Regions from separate parts of the Mus musculus genome. Here region 2 is linked to region 1. A link is a contact called in public HiChIP or PLAC-seq data. All regions are on one chromosome and are shown on one strand. The core of a region is the stretch at or near the end of the contact, and the rest is flanking DNA. Distances in the headings are between cores, read along the strand shown. Region 1 overlaps Gsdme (gasdermin E). Region 2 holds the start of Gsdme (gasdermin E).

Region 1 (7,905 bases), core at 1,600-4,099:
TAAAACACAACACCCAAGACTGGGCCCACCCAAAGATCCAAGGGGATCCTGAAGGCCCCAGGGGATCACCCCTTGGGAGAGAGTCCACTTCTCCATCTGGCCGTAACCACAGGCAATACCTTGTTTTACAACTCGTAGGGGCCCGTCCTGCGAAGAGATCCCTTGACCCCCATCCAGCATGTCCAGAAAGGCGAACTCTCTGTAGGCCAGGGGGTCCAAGTAGACAGAGTCTAGTTTCCTCTCATGCTCGAAGCCACCATGTTTCCCTTGGAGGAGGCAGAATTCTGTAGTGGAGAGAAAAGCCCAAGCCAGGCACTGATCACCTCAGACTCATCGTTACCTACCTCACACTGTGTCAGGAGACACACAAAAGGGCTTTTGCTTCTTTGCATCAGTTTTTGAGACTGAGTCTAGTGGTTTGAATGAGAAATATCTCCCATAGACTCAGCTTTTGAGTGTTTAGTCGCCAGTTTAGTGGCATTTTTTGGAAGGTACAGTCCTGCTAGAGGAAGTAAGTCACTGCGGGAGGGCTCTGAGTTACAGCCTTTGAGCTACTGTCACCCTGTGTGATCTCAGCTTCCTGCTCCCGCTCACATGCCTGCCACTTGCTGACGTGCCTCTGCCCCTCCATGGCCGACTCTTCTCTCCCAGAAACCATAAGCCAAATTGAACTCTTCCTTGAGTTGCCTTTGGTCACAGTACTTTGTCACAGCAACAGAAAAATAACTAATAGAGTCTTACTATGTAGCCCAGGCTCATCTCTAACCCCAGATCCTCCTGCCTCAGCCTCACACGTGCTGGGATTACAGACACATGCCACCATGTCTGCTCACTTGAGGGCTCTTACACTAGGTCTGATCAGGCATAGAGTGGCTGACAGACTTGTCCTGCACTACAGCAAGCTTAGGAGGGCCTTTGGGGTCCCTCTGTGTCCTTGTCTTCTGAGATGAGGAGTCACCTTTTGTTGAGCACAGGAAAGACACCTCTCCCTGGGGGTGTGTTACCCCTTCAGAGGTGGACCAGGAAATCCTAGATTTTTATCTTCCGTTCCCTCAAATCCCTGTAAAATATTTTGGGTTTCACGTGCTAATGTCATTATGGTAAAAAAGAAGACCCAGAGACCGATTCCTGACTGAAGCAAGAGCTCAAACAGCCACCTTACAGCAGGATTTCTCTGGGCCAGGAGACACCCTAGACAAGAGGGGCAGTGGGGCCCAGGGCTCAGGGATGGCAGGGTGTTTCCCAGAGGATTAACTTTGGGAGACAGTGACAGTGGGGTAGGTGATGAGAGAGCAAGTTAGGGACACTTCTGCAAGGCAAAGCTTGTCCTAGGATGAGGCAGCCATGGGTTAAACATGGATGCTAGGATTAAACGGTGGAGATGGGAGTCCTGGGAATGAGACGGAAAAGAACCATAGCTGAGCATGAGATACAAACTGACCAGGGAGAGAAAGGAGGGGGCTATGAGAGAAACCACAGAGCAAGTCTTAGCGGGCTCTGGCTGGATCCTACCAAGCAACCCTGTCTGTCCCTCCTGGACTGCATGCAAGGTGCTGAGGTCCTTTTGCATATCCTGGGTCTAACTGCAACAGAATAAAGTGAGAAAAAGACTGCTTCTAAAGAGCCATCATCTAGTCCAGGATGGCGACCACCCCAGACCACCTCAGAGAAGGACTTAGCTGTGAGGTCACCTAGGAGAATGTGCCCACATCTTAGTAGCCATGTCTCCCACCCCATCCTCACAGCTGGAAGGTCCTTTGTTCATAAACATCCTTGAAGCTGAAGTAGGTCAGTATTTCCTTCCTATGTCAGCCGAAGGGAGGCAAGAGGACATTCATCTATATCAGCTTCCTCAAGGTCACAACATCACTAGCATTATGGTTTTGACAGCCTGCCCCCCTTCTGTAGGAATTATGGGAAGAAATACCTCAAGAGGAAGCTCTGGTCCACTGTGATTTGGGACCTCAGAAATACACCACTTACAGAATATTCATAAAACCTTGTGCAAGCCGCGCGTTGGTGGCACACGCCTTTAATCCCGGCACTTGGGAGGCAGAGGCAGGCGGATTTCTGAGTTCGAGGCCAGCCTGGTCTATAGAGTGAATTCCAGGACAGCCAGGCCTACACAGAGAAACCCTGTCTCAAAAAAACAAAAACAAAAAACAAAAAACAAAAAACAAAAAACAAAAAACAAAAACAAAAACAAAAACAAAAACCTTGTGCAAAGCCCACCCACAGCACCCCTGGACCGGCTCCCACCCAGGGACACCTGCTCCTACCCCTGCAGGGTTTGCTTTGCTCTGCTTTTCTGTTGCTTTGTTAAGTGAGCATCTGCACAAATGGGTCTATCTCTTGTCTGAATTCACTCCTTCAAGACAAGGCTGATGGGACTAGAGAGCTGGCTCAGCAGTTAGGAACAGTGGCTGCTCTTCCATAGAACCTGAGTGTGGTTCCCCAGTACCCAATGGATTGCTCTCAACTATCCCTAACTCCAGTTGCAGGAGATGCGATGCACTCTCCTGTGCAATCCTCAGATTCCAGGCACATGGGTGGTGCACACGAGCCAAACATACACAGAAAATACAATCATCTAAAACCAATAACAACAAAATAAACCAAGACAGCCCCGCCGTGGCAGCAATGCTATGTTGATATCTGACTCAGAATAAGCTCAACCACAGTTGAACAGGTCAAGAAAACATGGCCCATTTCCATAAAGGAATATGACTTAGCCACTGAATAAATAAAATCCTATCATGTAGGAAACATGGACGAACACAGGAGATGTTGTGTGTGGGGAACATGAATCAGACACAGAAAGGCAAGCACCATGCTCCCTTGCTCACACCAACTCTAAAGGATGATGCTCTCCCAGAAGGAATGCAGAGCAGCCATTCTGTTCTCTGTGGGTGGGGATGGGGCGGGGCAGACAGGGCGCACAGTCTCAGCTGGGTAGGAGGAAGCAGACTTGGCTGTGGTTACCAGGGTCCTGTAGACTTTAGTCTGTGAAGTTACTGAATGCTCGACAAGTGTGGGACAGTAAAGTGGCCCAGTGGATAAAGTGACTGCCACCAAGCCTAACAATGTAAGTTGGATACCCAGGACCCACACAGTGGAAGAAGAAACCTGACTCCTATAGGTTGTCCTCTGACCTCCACAAGCAGGCCATAACATGCGCGCGCGCGCGCACACACACACACACACACACACACACACACACACACACACACACAAATAGATTTAGAGTAAAACTCTCAACTAAAACTAATATAACCTAAATGTAGGAGCCCCCACACCCACCCCAAATGCCAATTATGTGACGTGCTGGCTGGGTAAATTAGTTTGGTGGTTGTTAATTACAGTGACTATTCTATCATAGTATAGTGCTCTTGGTGTTCACCAACTGAGCCTCAAGAAAGCAGGGGAAAGTCACGGAATGACACTTCTGTCAGCTCTGCCTGAGAGGCCCCGAAGGATCTGCCCGGACCGAGCTGTACAGGTGGCACTGACCAACAACAGACACAATCCGATCACCTTCAGGTGTGTTAGGGGGAGAACAGAAGAAGAAGAAAGGAAGGAGAAGAAAGGAGGGAAGGAAGAGGGAGGGAGGGAGGAAGGAAAAGAAGGAGGCAAAGAAGAAAGTAATAGAGGGTGTCTGAGTGTGGAATGTAAGCCTGTGATTCCAGTATTTAGAGCTAGAGGCAGGGGGATAAGGAGTTAGTTCGAGGTCATCCTCATCAACTAACTCTCTCTCTCTCTCTGTCTGTCTGTCTGTCTTTCTTTCTGTCCCCTCTCCCTCTATCTGTCTCCTTCTCTGTCTCTCTCTATCTCTCTTCTCTCTGTCTGTCTTTTCTCTGTCCTCTCTCCCCCTCTCTTTCTCTGTTCTCTCTCTCTCTCTCTCTCTCTCTCTCTCTCTCTCTCTCTCTCTCCAAACTAGCTGCACTGAGAATATAGCCACCACCCCTGTGTTCTGAGTGATGGGAGGAGCATTGGCTCTGCAGCCATCCAGACCTCCTGTAAAGCTGTTGAATTTTCCCCATGTTAAGGCCCCACAAAGTTACTTTTTTCTTGCCATGATAAAGTACCATGGCAACTTACAGAAGAAAGGACTTGTTGGAGCTTACAGGGCTAGAGGGCTAGAAGGCCAACATGTTGGGGAAGCAGCAGACAGGATGGCAAGAACAGGATGCTGAGAGCTCACATCCTTGACTGGAAGCATAAAGTAGGGGGAGCTGATAGTGAAGTAAGTCTTTAAACTCTCTCAGCCCACTTCCAGAGACATCCATCCAACATGGCCACACCCTTTAAACCTCACCACCAATTGAAGAACAAATGTTCAAGACTGTGGAGGACATTTTTCATATAAAGCACCACAGGATACCTGCTCGGACGGTGAATGAGAGTCCCTGGTGGGTCCTGTGTGGGGTTAAGCTAGCTGAGACTAGGAACTACCCAGGACTCAACAGCTTTACAGGAGCTCTGGGTGGCTGCAGAGCCAATGTTCTTCCCATGCTCAGTGACACTGAGAAGCGGGAGGTGAATGAAGCCCCTGGCTCCCCTCACCCAACTCCCCAGGGGCTCCTACTGCCCAGAGTCAGATCCTAGACACTCCGCTACCCCGTCCTCTCTCTTTCTACCAGGGCATACATCATGAGGACTCACCAAACTGGCCATCTTGTTTCACAAACAGCTCCATGATGCCATAGGCAATGGTGGTGGCAGCAGGGATCTCCAGCACTACATTGGTGTCCGTGGTGACCGTCCCATCCTCCGTTGCTGACACCTATGGGCAAGAGCATGTTGACGCTTGTATACTCAGGCACTCTATGTCCAGCCTCCTAGGAATGCTGGGAAATATCCACAAAGCTAAGGAAGGAGGGAGAGACAGCTGGCACTAGTATTGGGTGGCATGGCTAAGATGCCAGAGCAGAGGGTAGGAAGCTACATAGCAGAACTATGCTTTGGCAACAACATACCATATTACACCACTGTGGTCCCACAGTGCTGTGATTAATGGAACCAAAATGTTCCTATCTCCTAATGCCATCATGTGCAGTCTACCATCACGGCAGAAGGCATCGCTCACGTCTGTGGTGATGCTGCTAACAGGTCCCTGTGCATCTACAGTCACTGTCAGCACGGAATACCAGATCATTATAAATGACTATGCCATCGGCTCATATACACTAGACTAGATCTTTAACATTACATTTTCGAGCATTTTAGATTATAGTTTTTATAAGAAGGAAGGAAGGAAGGAAGGAAGGAAGGAAGGAAGGAAGGAAGGAAGGAAGGAAGGAAGGAAGGGAGGAAGGAAGGAAGGAAGGAAGGAAGGAAGGAAGGAAGGAAGGGAGGAAGGAAGGAAACTGTGTGCTGAGTTAGGCCGGCAGTAGCTTCATGCATCTCGGGTTCACTGCATCCCTCGGGTATACCACGAATCTCTGCAGACATCCAGGACTGTGTAAGTTATTCTGCAGTGTGACATGACTGCCACCAGCATCACCAAGTGCTGTGTAACTCAGAGCACAGCTAAGTGAGGCACAACTGCAAAGAAGATAAATAAGACCCATTTCCAGTTCCTTCTCCGGGCTCAAGTAACAACTTTGAAATCTCAGTGAATCCCAACAGGATTAAAGCCGGCCTGGGAAGCCCTCACTGAGCCATTCGCACACTCATGGATGGTGCTCTGTGCACAAAGCCAGCATGGCAAGGCCATAGGAAAGGCTCTGGGAAATAGACAAGACGAAGATGGATGGGCAGGGCTGGGCTGTCAAGCAGGAAAGAGCCCTTCCTGCAGTACCCCAGGGACAGGAAGCTGGAGATCTATTTGTTGGCCAAACACTGTAGACAGACAACACAGCTTAGCCATCTGCCCCTGGTCCAAGCATTTGCTTTGAATCAAGGAGTAGCAGCAGCTGGGCTCCAACTCGCAGGTGGTGACCATGGGCAGAAGTATCAGCAGGGCCAGCTGTAGTCACCCGCATCAGGTCCCCCTTTCCTCGCTTACATCCATGTCTCAGCCAGCCCACTGTCAAATACATACAGCCCTCCTGAGTCTTCTAGGAAAAGCCAGTGCTACCAAGATTACAAGCCCTGTGGCCAGCTGAGGGGAAGCGGTTTAAGCAGATGGCCACCTACTTCTCTCATTTTAGAACACCCCAGGATCAGCTTGGATATGGAAGAAATGGTAAACAACAGACAGACAGACAGACAGACAGACAGACAGACAGATTCTCTTGTTCCTGGCCTGGCTAGTGTCTGACTAAATTTCCTTGGAAGCACTCTACTTCCATAAAGGGCAGTGTTGGGCCACTAGAGTTCCATTGCCACAAACTGAGAAATAGACACAGCCAACATGATCTGGTGAGAGTTAGACCGGGAGCACACTTTCTCTGTGTTCTAATAAGCCTGAAGAAAGCCTGGAGCCACCAGCTCCAAGAGGAAGAAACCTCGGCTGTCTGGAAAGGAGGGTGGCTCACAGTATCTTCAAGCCCCGCAGTGATGAGGCCAGATGCCTCAAAGAGTTTAGTTATATGATCCAGGGATGTCCTGTTTACTAGAGCCAGCGTGAGTCCGTCCCATTCCTAACTCTATACAGGAAGAGTTCTGACTGAGGAAGACACCTGAAAAGGGGCCCGTGGGAAAGTTCTCCATGCCGAGGTGTGGCACCTGTATAGTCTTGGTCTGGATCCCCACCATGCCTCCACACGTCTCCTCCGACTGCACATGCTCAGAAATCACGCACTTCTGCGTGGTCATGATCTTCTGCGTCAGCACACACAGGACCTCGTTCCTGCTCTCTAGCACCTGCTGAAGTACCAGGTTGTCCATATTAACTGTTCTGAAAGAGAAAATTGGTCATGAGTAACCCTGTGCCTTCGGGGAGACCAAGGCAGGGACCAGAATATCCTCTTGCAGCTAGAAGAGGGAACAGTAGAGCTCATTAATTCCCTGGTGATGCGAGCAGAGGCAGGTTACCTAGAATGCCTTCTGCCAAGCTCTCCTGAGGCCACTCAGACCAGCTGAGGGACAGGCTGGACACTGGAAGAAGTGCCAAGGAATTATACCCTTAATCACAAAGTCCCCAACATTCACACTGGTTTCAGTGAAGAACAACGGAAAGCCATGCTCTAGGACAGCTGCCACCCAGACGTCTGTGTGAGGCTGAGTTGAGTAGAAGGGTGGCAGACATCATGGCAGCCATCTGCCCTTTTCGGAAGCACAGGGTGGTTCTGCTGAGAGGCACAGTAGCTTCTCACAGGGGAGAGGCACAGGTTAATGCACAGGCTGTGGCGGGAGATCAGACTGGAACCCTGATGGGACCACAGAAAGAATGTATAACCTCTGTGGGGTTTCTATCACAGAGATTGCCCCGGGCCACCCAGCTGAGACCCCAATGTGAATAATTGGTCCCGAGCCACTTAAAATTCTGTATAATTTCAAGGTCAGGCCACAGTTCCAGCTATACATAGATGCTTAAGCCAATGATGAGATAAGCTCCCTAGAGACCCCAGTTAACATCCCATAACCCTCCCATGGCCATGGGAGGGCAGGAAAATCACCAGATCCCAGCTGCAGTCGGCATGGAAACAAGAGACTCATCCTTTGCTTCCAAGACATCCGAGGTTGGTCACCTGCAGGCTCACCCTCCCTGGCCACAAAGGGGAAGGTGGTCCGTCCTAGGAAAACTTAGGGTTCCCAGGTTTTTGGAAGCAACCCTGAAGTGGACAAAGTAACTGGCCAGGGCACTAACCAGCCCATAAAAATATAAATAGTGATACATTAGTGATTTATCTATGACATGGGACTGGTCACCATGGGAGGAGTCAGCTCTAACATATGCTACAACATGAAAAAAAAAAAAACAACTTGAACACTCATACTAAGCAAAATCAGCCACCAAAA
Region 2 (7,905 bases), core at 3,481-5,980, 36 kb after region 1:
GCTGCATACTATTCCTTCCCTGAATGTATTTATGCCTAATGATCATGTCGTATATGGCTTATCATTTGATTTATTATTTCCATTCCTGCTATTTAAAAAATACCACCTTTCAGATGGCTAAATCCTGTAATCCCAGAATTATGAAGGCTAAAACTGGAGAATTGTCATGAGTTTGAGCCTAACCTGGGCTAACAGTGAGTTCCAGACCAGTCTAGACTATAGAGAAACTACTTTGAACAAACAAACAAACAAAAACCACTAAACATTCTTTCATAGATGGGCATCTGAATTTAGAGGCTAGAGCCCTAGCAAAGAGATTCCTGGGAAAGGAGTAGGTACATTTGTTACTCTAAAGCATCTTGCCTTCCTCAGCCCAAGTAACAATGTATCTGCTCTTACAGGTATCTCTTCAAATGTACAGTATCTATATTAGCAATGATAGGCCTCACATTTTACAATCTTTGCCAGTCTCATAGGTGAGAAATTGAATCACAGTAAAGAACTAGGTTGTATTATCTCTATACAAACAAAAGCAAACATTTGTTATTTTGTTACAAGCCTTCGGGAGTTCAGGGGACATTTCTCTCTCTTAAAAAAAGTTCTTGGCTTTTCTACTGTTTTGTTGTTGTTGTTGCTGCTGCTGCTGCTGCTGTTTTGTTGTTGTTCTTGTTGCTGTCGTTGTTGTTAGTTTATCCATATGGGTGTCTTGCCTACATGTCTGACTGTGTACCTTGTGTACCCAGGAAGGTCAGGAGAGGGCAGTGAGTCCCCTAGAACTGTAGTTACAGAAGGCTGTTAACAGCTATGTGGGTACTGGGAATTGAACCCAAGGCCTTCAGAAAACAGCCAATGCTTTTATCTGTAAGTTATCTTTCTATCCCCTGATGTTTTGTATATGAATTTTTGTTTTTTTAATATTATTTTATTTTTTAATGATGTGTATTTGTGGTGTGTGTGTGTGTGTGTGCCATGTGAGAACAGGAGTCCTTGGAGGTTACATAGGCCTTCAACTCCCCTGGAGCCGGAGCCTCAGGCAGCTGTGCGTCACCTGATGTGGGCCTGGGAAGAAAACCCCTTCTGGAAGAGCACTGGGCACTTTTAGTCACTGAGCCATCTCTTCAGCCTGCTTGTTTTGTGAAACAGGGTCTCACACTGAAACCAAGGCAGCTTGGAGCATGCCTCAAACTCACAGCAATACTCTTTGCTCACCTCTGCTTCTCCAGGGCTGACATTATCGGCATGAGCCACCACACCTAGCCAAGGAAGTTTTGTTTTTATTCTTAATGGTTTTGAGGCAGGGGGGTCCATGTGTTCCGACTGGCATCAAATTCACCATCCTCCTGTCTTGGCCTCACAAATGTTGAAATTACAGATATGTGTCATCATACCTAGCCTGGAAACTTTTGCTATAAACAGAGGGATCAGCCAAAATACAGGCTAGAAATTTAACACAATCAAGTTTACCTTGTGCCATTAGGAGGCACCACATTACCACCATCATCTCAATCACCTCAGGTTACTGACCAGTCAACAACGACCTAGCATGCCCAGAACACGAGCAAAGACACTAGAACAGGAGTTCGCAACCTGTGGGTCCTGACCCCTTTGAGGGCTGTATATCAGATATCCTGCATATCAGATATTTACATTATAATCCATAATGGTAGCAAAATTACAATTATGAGGTAGCAATTAAATAATTTTATAGTTGGAGTTCACCACAACATGAGGAACTATATTAACGGGTCACAGTATTAGGAAGGTGGAGAACCACTGTTCTAGAAGGATCTAGATACAAGGATCTAGTACCCACATTGCCCAGTGCACAGAAACACAGATAGATCTCAACCAGCCAGAAGTCAGATTTTAAACTCAGACTTCCATAACTCTCCATCTTGGAAGCACATGACAGTAGACTCAGGGCTAGGCATATAAAAAGTCGCTGAGCTTCGTGGTCGGGGCAGCTCCCGCATGCTCGCCCAGAGCAAGCTTTTATTCACCTGCCTGGTTGTCTGGCTTCCCAGACAAAGCAGACTCCACCATAAGCAGACTGTGTGGATGTGGTTAAGGACAGACAGGGGCAGACTCCTTGAAAAGGAAGAAAGCAAGGCAGCACCCAGAGTTAGCAGAGAATGCCTGGGGCTGCTGGCTTCTGAGAACAGGGAATCTTAAAGGGAAAGGCTAGGGTGATGACTGAATGAGAGACCGCCATCACTCGCACTTGGGTGGGTCTGGTCCGCTCACTGACACGTTGGACTCTGAGTTTTGAGGCAGCCTATTCTTTCTCCCTTCCTACTTAAGATTCCTCCTCCTTCTCCTCCTCTTCATTTTTCTTTTTTTATTGACAGTTTGAGGCCTGCCCCGAACTCCATAACCTCCTGTCTCTGCTTCCCAGAGGTAGGATAGACTTCTTCTTCAGAGCTCTGGCCTTGCCACAGCCAGCCCCGGATTCTAGGGGAGCGCCCATCAAACGCCAAACACACCACATAAAGAGCAGGGCCAACACATGCTGGGTTCCTGCTCTCTGCCAGGTGATGGGCAGGATGCTTTATGTATTTCCTCATTTATTCTCCAGAACAACTCCCTGAAGCAAACATTTTCATCATACTGCAGATGTGAAAACTGAAGTTGAAACACATTAAGTAATTTTCCCAAGACCTTGAGAAACAGACACATCAGAGGCCAGCCTGGTGTTGCTTCGAGCTGAACTCGAATTCCCCTACTGAACATGAACAGGGACACAGGACATCCACATGAAGTAAGGGCCCTGTGGTCACAAACCACGGCAAAAAACAAGACCACTCTGTCACCGTGATCAACCAGAAATCAAGCACTAATGCTCTCCAAGCCATGAAGGGGCCAATACCACCATCCTCCCAGTTTATCTAGTGACTGACTGCTGCTTGGCCAACCCCAGCCACAGCCTAACTCTGCCAGGCTTTCCGAGTAGCAATGAATTGTGAAGAGTTGCAATCAGAATTTTTCCCCACTTAAAGTCAGCCTCTAGTCTAGAGCAAAGAACTCCCTCTGAAATCACAGACAAACTACATCCCTCTTGCTGCAAGGAGCAAGAAAACCCAGCAGGTCCAGATCCCAGTAGCTTTGACTTGGGGACCTTGAATGTCCACCAACAGAATTCATACTGAGCCAAAAAGACCACCTTGACTCCAGAGCAGGTGCTTCGGACCACCCTGCTCTGCTGACCCCTAGTTAATGTTTTCTTTTTTAATTTAGATGCATTTGATTCATTTGGTAATGACAGTGTGTCAGGACAGGCCAATTTCAGTTATGGTAGAGACAAAGCCATTGCCTTGGAAAATGTATCTTTCCACCAATAGTGTGTGAAAGGAACAAAGGGTGGTCAGAGGATAGGCCTGAGCCTGGCAGGGCAGACCGAAGCAGGCAGCCAAGGCTTTGAGGAGGAGCAGAGGAGAGTGGGACAGAGGTTACGATCAGAGGGAGACAGATATGGTGGCACAGCTTGTAATCTGGGTACTCAGGGCTAGAGAGGTTGAGGCAGGAGAATTACAAATCCAAGACCAGGCTGGCCCTCACAGACAGATAATATCTTTAAAAAAATGTTTTAATTAATTTTCAAAGGTAAACACAGTTATGGGGATTGGCAGAGCTTTCCTGTAATCCTACCACTTGGCCATGGGAGAAGCCCCAGGATCAGAGTGTTCAAGGGCAGACCAGGCTCCCAGGACTGGATCTCAAAAAGAAACGAGAAGATTCCTATGTATAAAGAGGAGACCTCTCCAAGGACTCCAGAGTTCAAAAAGAACAAGAACACCCTGTGGCCAATATACAGCTTCCTCAGGAGGCAGGCCATCCTGGAGTCCAGGGATGTGGGCAGGCAGTCTAGGTTGCTGCTCTCTCTGATCAGGGGTCCAGCCTTTCTTACAAGAAGCACTCCTAGGTGATGCATGTTGAAGAGAATTCATTGTTATTGCATATCTAGATTCTGTTCCTCCAACAGCTCAGATCTTTTCCTTCCACTCCCAACTCTGCCTACGGGTTGACTGTCACCTGGGCCCAGCTGTCCTGGAGCATCCTCCCTGACTCCTCTCTCCAAGTCCCATTCAGACTCCCAGTGAGTGGCTGGCTGTTTTGTTCAGGCTTCAGCAAAGCCTGGAAGCTGCCTGGTGTCTTTCCCTGAGGGGTGCAAGTGGGAAGAACCCCTCCCCAAACGGCCACTCCAGGCAAAAGGCCTCACAGTGAAGAGGTTCAGTCAGTTACCCCAGGTCAGGCAGGACCCATGCCAGCCTGTGATCTTCCTGCACATGCACTCATGCACACACTGGATCCTTCTGACACCGACACAGGAGAGAGATTAGAAGACAAAGGATGGATGCATGGGATATGGTGAAGGCATGGTGAGATGGGGTGCCAGAGAACACCAGCTGCACTTGCCACATCCCAGGACCACAGGAGTGGTGGTGATCATGGTGGAAGGGGCAAGGATGGAATGGAGACAGGGCGAGAATGAGACTATGGGTAAGAAGGAGCAGCTGCTCCTACTGGAAGGTGGGGAGAAAAAAGGAGATCACTACCCCAATCGCCCGCCTCTGGGAGATGTAAGGGGATCTTCCGGGGCAAAGGGGAGCCGACAATTTGCCCCAGGCCAGGACACAATGCGGGCGGAGGGAAGAGGAGCCCAAGCGGAACCCGCAGCTCGCGCCCGCCGCCACTTACCCGCGCGCCGCCTCTCCGTCCTGCACGCTCCGTTCTTTCACGCGCACGCGCGCGTTCCCGGACACCCACAGAGAAGAGGAGGGAGGGCCTGGACCTTTGCTCCGTCCTGCCCCTGGATGCCTCAGCCGGTCCACAAGCTAAGGGATGGCGCCGGGGGCGGGGCTGAACCCGGGAGCTGGGGGACCTGGCAGCAGAGTTAAAGGCGCTAGCTGGTCTAGGAGATCCAGGCAGCACCAGAGACTACTTCTAACCAGACACTGCCTGTCTTCCTTCCGGAACTGCCAACCGTCCGGGTCAGTCTCTGGCTCTCCATCTGCTCCACAGGAGGAAGATGGGGACGAGACTGTGGCCTACTGGCTACAGTTCCCTCATCCCACCCACCTCCCCTTCTCTATGCCCCTGGTTCTCCAGAGCCTGTCCAGGCACTAAGAGGGTGTGAGCTGTCAGCGTGGCTTTGCAGTGTCCAGGAAACTCCCACCTTGGCCTTGGCAACCCTTGCACTTGTTTGGGGCTTGGAGCTTGGTGTTGAGTAGCTTAATCAGAGAGGTAAGCTCTCTGAAGGCAGAATCAAGCCTACAGGCGCTTGGTAAACTGAGGGAGAGGATTGAAGCAGAACGTTGCACCCTCTGAGTCAATTTTTATAGGATGTTCTTTCCCGTGCAATAAATAGAAAAAGAGAATTCTCCTTCTGCACCCCCACCTCCAAGCCCCGGATTTACACACTCAGAGAGTAGCCGCACTTTGTGGCTGCCCCAGTGGGGAGGAGCCTGGGAGGCTGCTAAAAGGGTGGAGTCTCTTTTGGTCCCCTCACGTCAAACCTCTCCTAACTATCCACACTACTACCCTCTGTAGCTCCTTCCATACTCTATGATTCTCCTGTGCTCCAACAGCCACCACTCTACTATATGTAGAATACAAACGTCTTCCCTAAATCTTCATGTCTCAGAGGACAGTAACTTTTGTCTGCTTTATTGACAGTGTCCGGCTCCAAACTTGAAACTTACTGCATAGTAGATACTCAGTAAATTATGCTTGGATTAAATGAGATGGCCAGCATAGCATGCAAAGGTGCCTGGCGCCAAGTCTGACCATCTGATTGGGTCCCAGAGCCCACACAGTGGAAGAACTGATTCATACAGGGTACCCTTCAGTTATCCCCTGACACACACATGTATATAATAAAAAAAAAATCTTTTAGAGAAATGAACTGTCGCGTTTGTTCCTCAGACGGGGCAGATGGAGATTGTGGGGTGGACTTCATAAGTTATCCCGGTTCAAGCTTTCTTTTCTAGCAACTTAAGCCATGTAAGGGGATGAAGATTTTTGGTGTCCATCGCCTTTTGACCTGGCCGGTTAGCTTAAGGTCATCCTCAAAGCTGGTCCAGGCAATGCTTATACTGAAGGCCCCAGTTCTGTTCAGCTAGCTCCTCACTTGTAACTGATGTGCACAAGGAAGGCATAGGAGGTGGGTATTGGATGAGGGAGTAAATAGAAATTGCTAGAGCTGTTCGTCTGGTCCCCTGCTTTGCCCGTGTGAGTGAGTGAGGTCAAGATGCATCCAAATCTGTAGAATCTCATCCTGAGATCAGCAGGAGTTTCCTGTTTTCTCCTTGCCCAGGGCCTGTATGTTCCAGTGCTACACGTCGGGCTTACAACCCCCACCTCCACTACCCTTGAGGTAGCCTGGTGGTCAAATTACAGGTTTAACTTCCTCTCTCCCTATAAAGACATGACCAGCAAGCTCCTGGAATTCCTCTTCATGCAAATGAGGCATTCCTAGTACCTCAGTCCCAGCCAATGATATGCACCCATCTCGAAAGCCCCTACCCACTCCCCAACGTTCCTACAGCCCTTGTTACCCCCAATAAAGGAGCACTGTTCTGCTGAAAACCATCTCTGGATAAACCTACCCAACCAGCTGCCTGGATACCCCCAGGACCCAGGCCAGCAGAAAAGAAAAACCAGTGTTTTAGCCTGGTCAAGAGTTTTACGATCTATTTTGTCGGTTTCTTGGCTGATGCTATGGTTTGTTCCCCAGAGTCCAAGTCCATCACAGTGCTGAGAGGGGCACTGATAAGAGGGCTATTACACAAAGGCTCTGCCCTCTGAGACATTGTTGACAAGGAAGTGGGTTGGTCGTCGTAGAAACTGGTTCCGACCAAAGGAGCTTGGCAACCCTCCTTCCCAGCTGTTCCTTCCCTTCTCCCTTCAGTCTGGGGATGACTGAGCAAGAGGGTTATCTAACACACCTTGACCACGAACTCCTCAGCCTCCAAAGCTGAAAGAAATAAAATCTGTTCTTTATAACTTACCCAGACTCAGGAATTCTGTTCTAGCCTCCTAGTCAAGTAGGAAGTGTCAAGTTAACTGTTATCAGAGTTTATTGCCCTGGAACCTGAGGCATTAACCTTTTGAGCAGAGTCATCTTCATTGCAGATCATTCAAGCAGACCCCACCCAGAGGGCTCCAGTTGGCTAACTAGGTCATCACTGGAAACTGAGACTCCATGAGTTTCTGAAGCAAGGGCTCCTTCAGATCTTTTCACTCTTTCTACCCTGTGCAGTGGCTATTCACCAACTGCCAGAGGGAGACAGCAGCAGCTGATGTGTAGGTGACACTCTTCAGGTCCTGTCATCTCCTGATGTGCTTCTGAGTGTATTACATGAAAGATAAACCCATCTAACCCTCAGAGCCAATTTTGGGTCCAAGGGGTGTGAGACACAACCTGGGAAGTAATGGCAAAGAGTTTAGCTGGGGCAAAGAGCATACCATACAGAAGAATGTGGGTCCTGGGACTGGAACTCTGGCCCTCTGCAAGAGTAGGCTACACTCTTAATCACAGAGCCATCTCCCCAGCCCCATATTTTAATTTTTAAATTACATATGTGTTTCTTGAATTGTTAAGTAGAATATTTGAAGATTTCAGGTACAAAAATCAAAACAAAATATAGGATTCTAACCTTAGAGCATCATTGGTATGTTCCATTAGGAAGGGGGGCGTGGGAACACCCTCACTACAGATAAGTTGGGATGCTTCTATTGTTGACAAGTATTTGCTTCTCAGAAGATTCATCACATAAACTGTTTCAAGTTGCACACCTTGCTAAATACTTTACTATCCTCTGGGTATTTACTGTTCTATCACAGTGTAAGCTGATGTCCCAATTATCAATGGCTTCATAACTAGATGTTCCCAAACTTTATAGCTTG

What was found. HiChIP or PLAC-seq counts read pairs in DNA pulled down with a chosen protein or histone mark.
Region 2: an HNF4G HiChIP or PLAC-seq map of pancreatic cancer cells shows a contact between it and region 1. The contact joins the promoter of Gsdme here to the enhancer-like site in region 1. A contact is called at or near these places in 1 of 39 promoter capture datasets (neutrophils), 1 of 15 datasets of contacts at CTCF or cohesin (the NIH/3T3 cell line), 3 of 484 Hi-C or Micro-C datasets (the C2C12 cell line, bone marrow-derived macrophages and morula), 6 of 115 datasets of contacts at active chromatin or transcription factors (the HPC-7 cell line, bone marrow-derived macrophages, double positive thymocytes and 2 more) and 3 of 9 other capture datasets (adipose tissue, liver and pancreatic islet).

The regions. Positions count from the first base shown.
Region 1 is chr6:50,222,617-50,230,521 of GRCm38.p6, forward strand. Gsdme (gasdermin E) reads right to left here. Exons shown (of 10, transcript NM_018769.4): 4 at 6,670-6,841; 5 at 4,663-4,783; 6 at 120-284. Among named protein-coding and RNA genes, the nearest start is that of Gsdme, 35 kb to the right of the region's middle. Within about 2 kb of position 2,850, at least 22 of the 459 cell types and tissues checked have an H3K27ac peak or open chromatin away from gene starts, as enhancers often do. A contact at or near this core is called in the C2C12 cell line, the NIH/3T3 cell line and pancreatic cancer cells, where this site is marked.
Region 2 is chr6:50,257,039-50,264,943 of GRCm38.p6, forward strand. It overlaps Gsdme (gasdermin E), which reads right to left and starts at 4,731. Exons shown (of 10, transcript NM_018769.4): 1 at 4,696-4,731.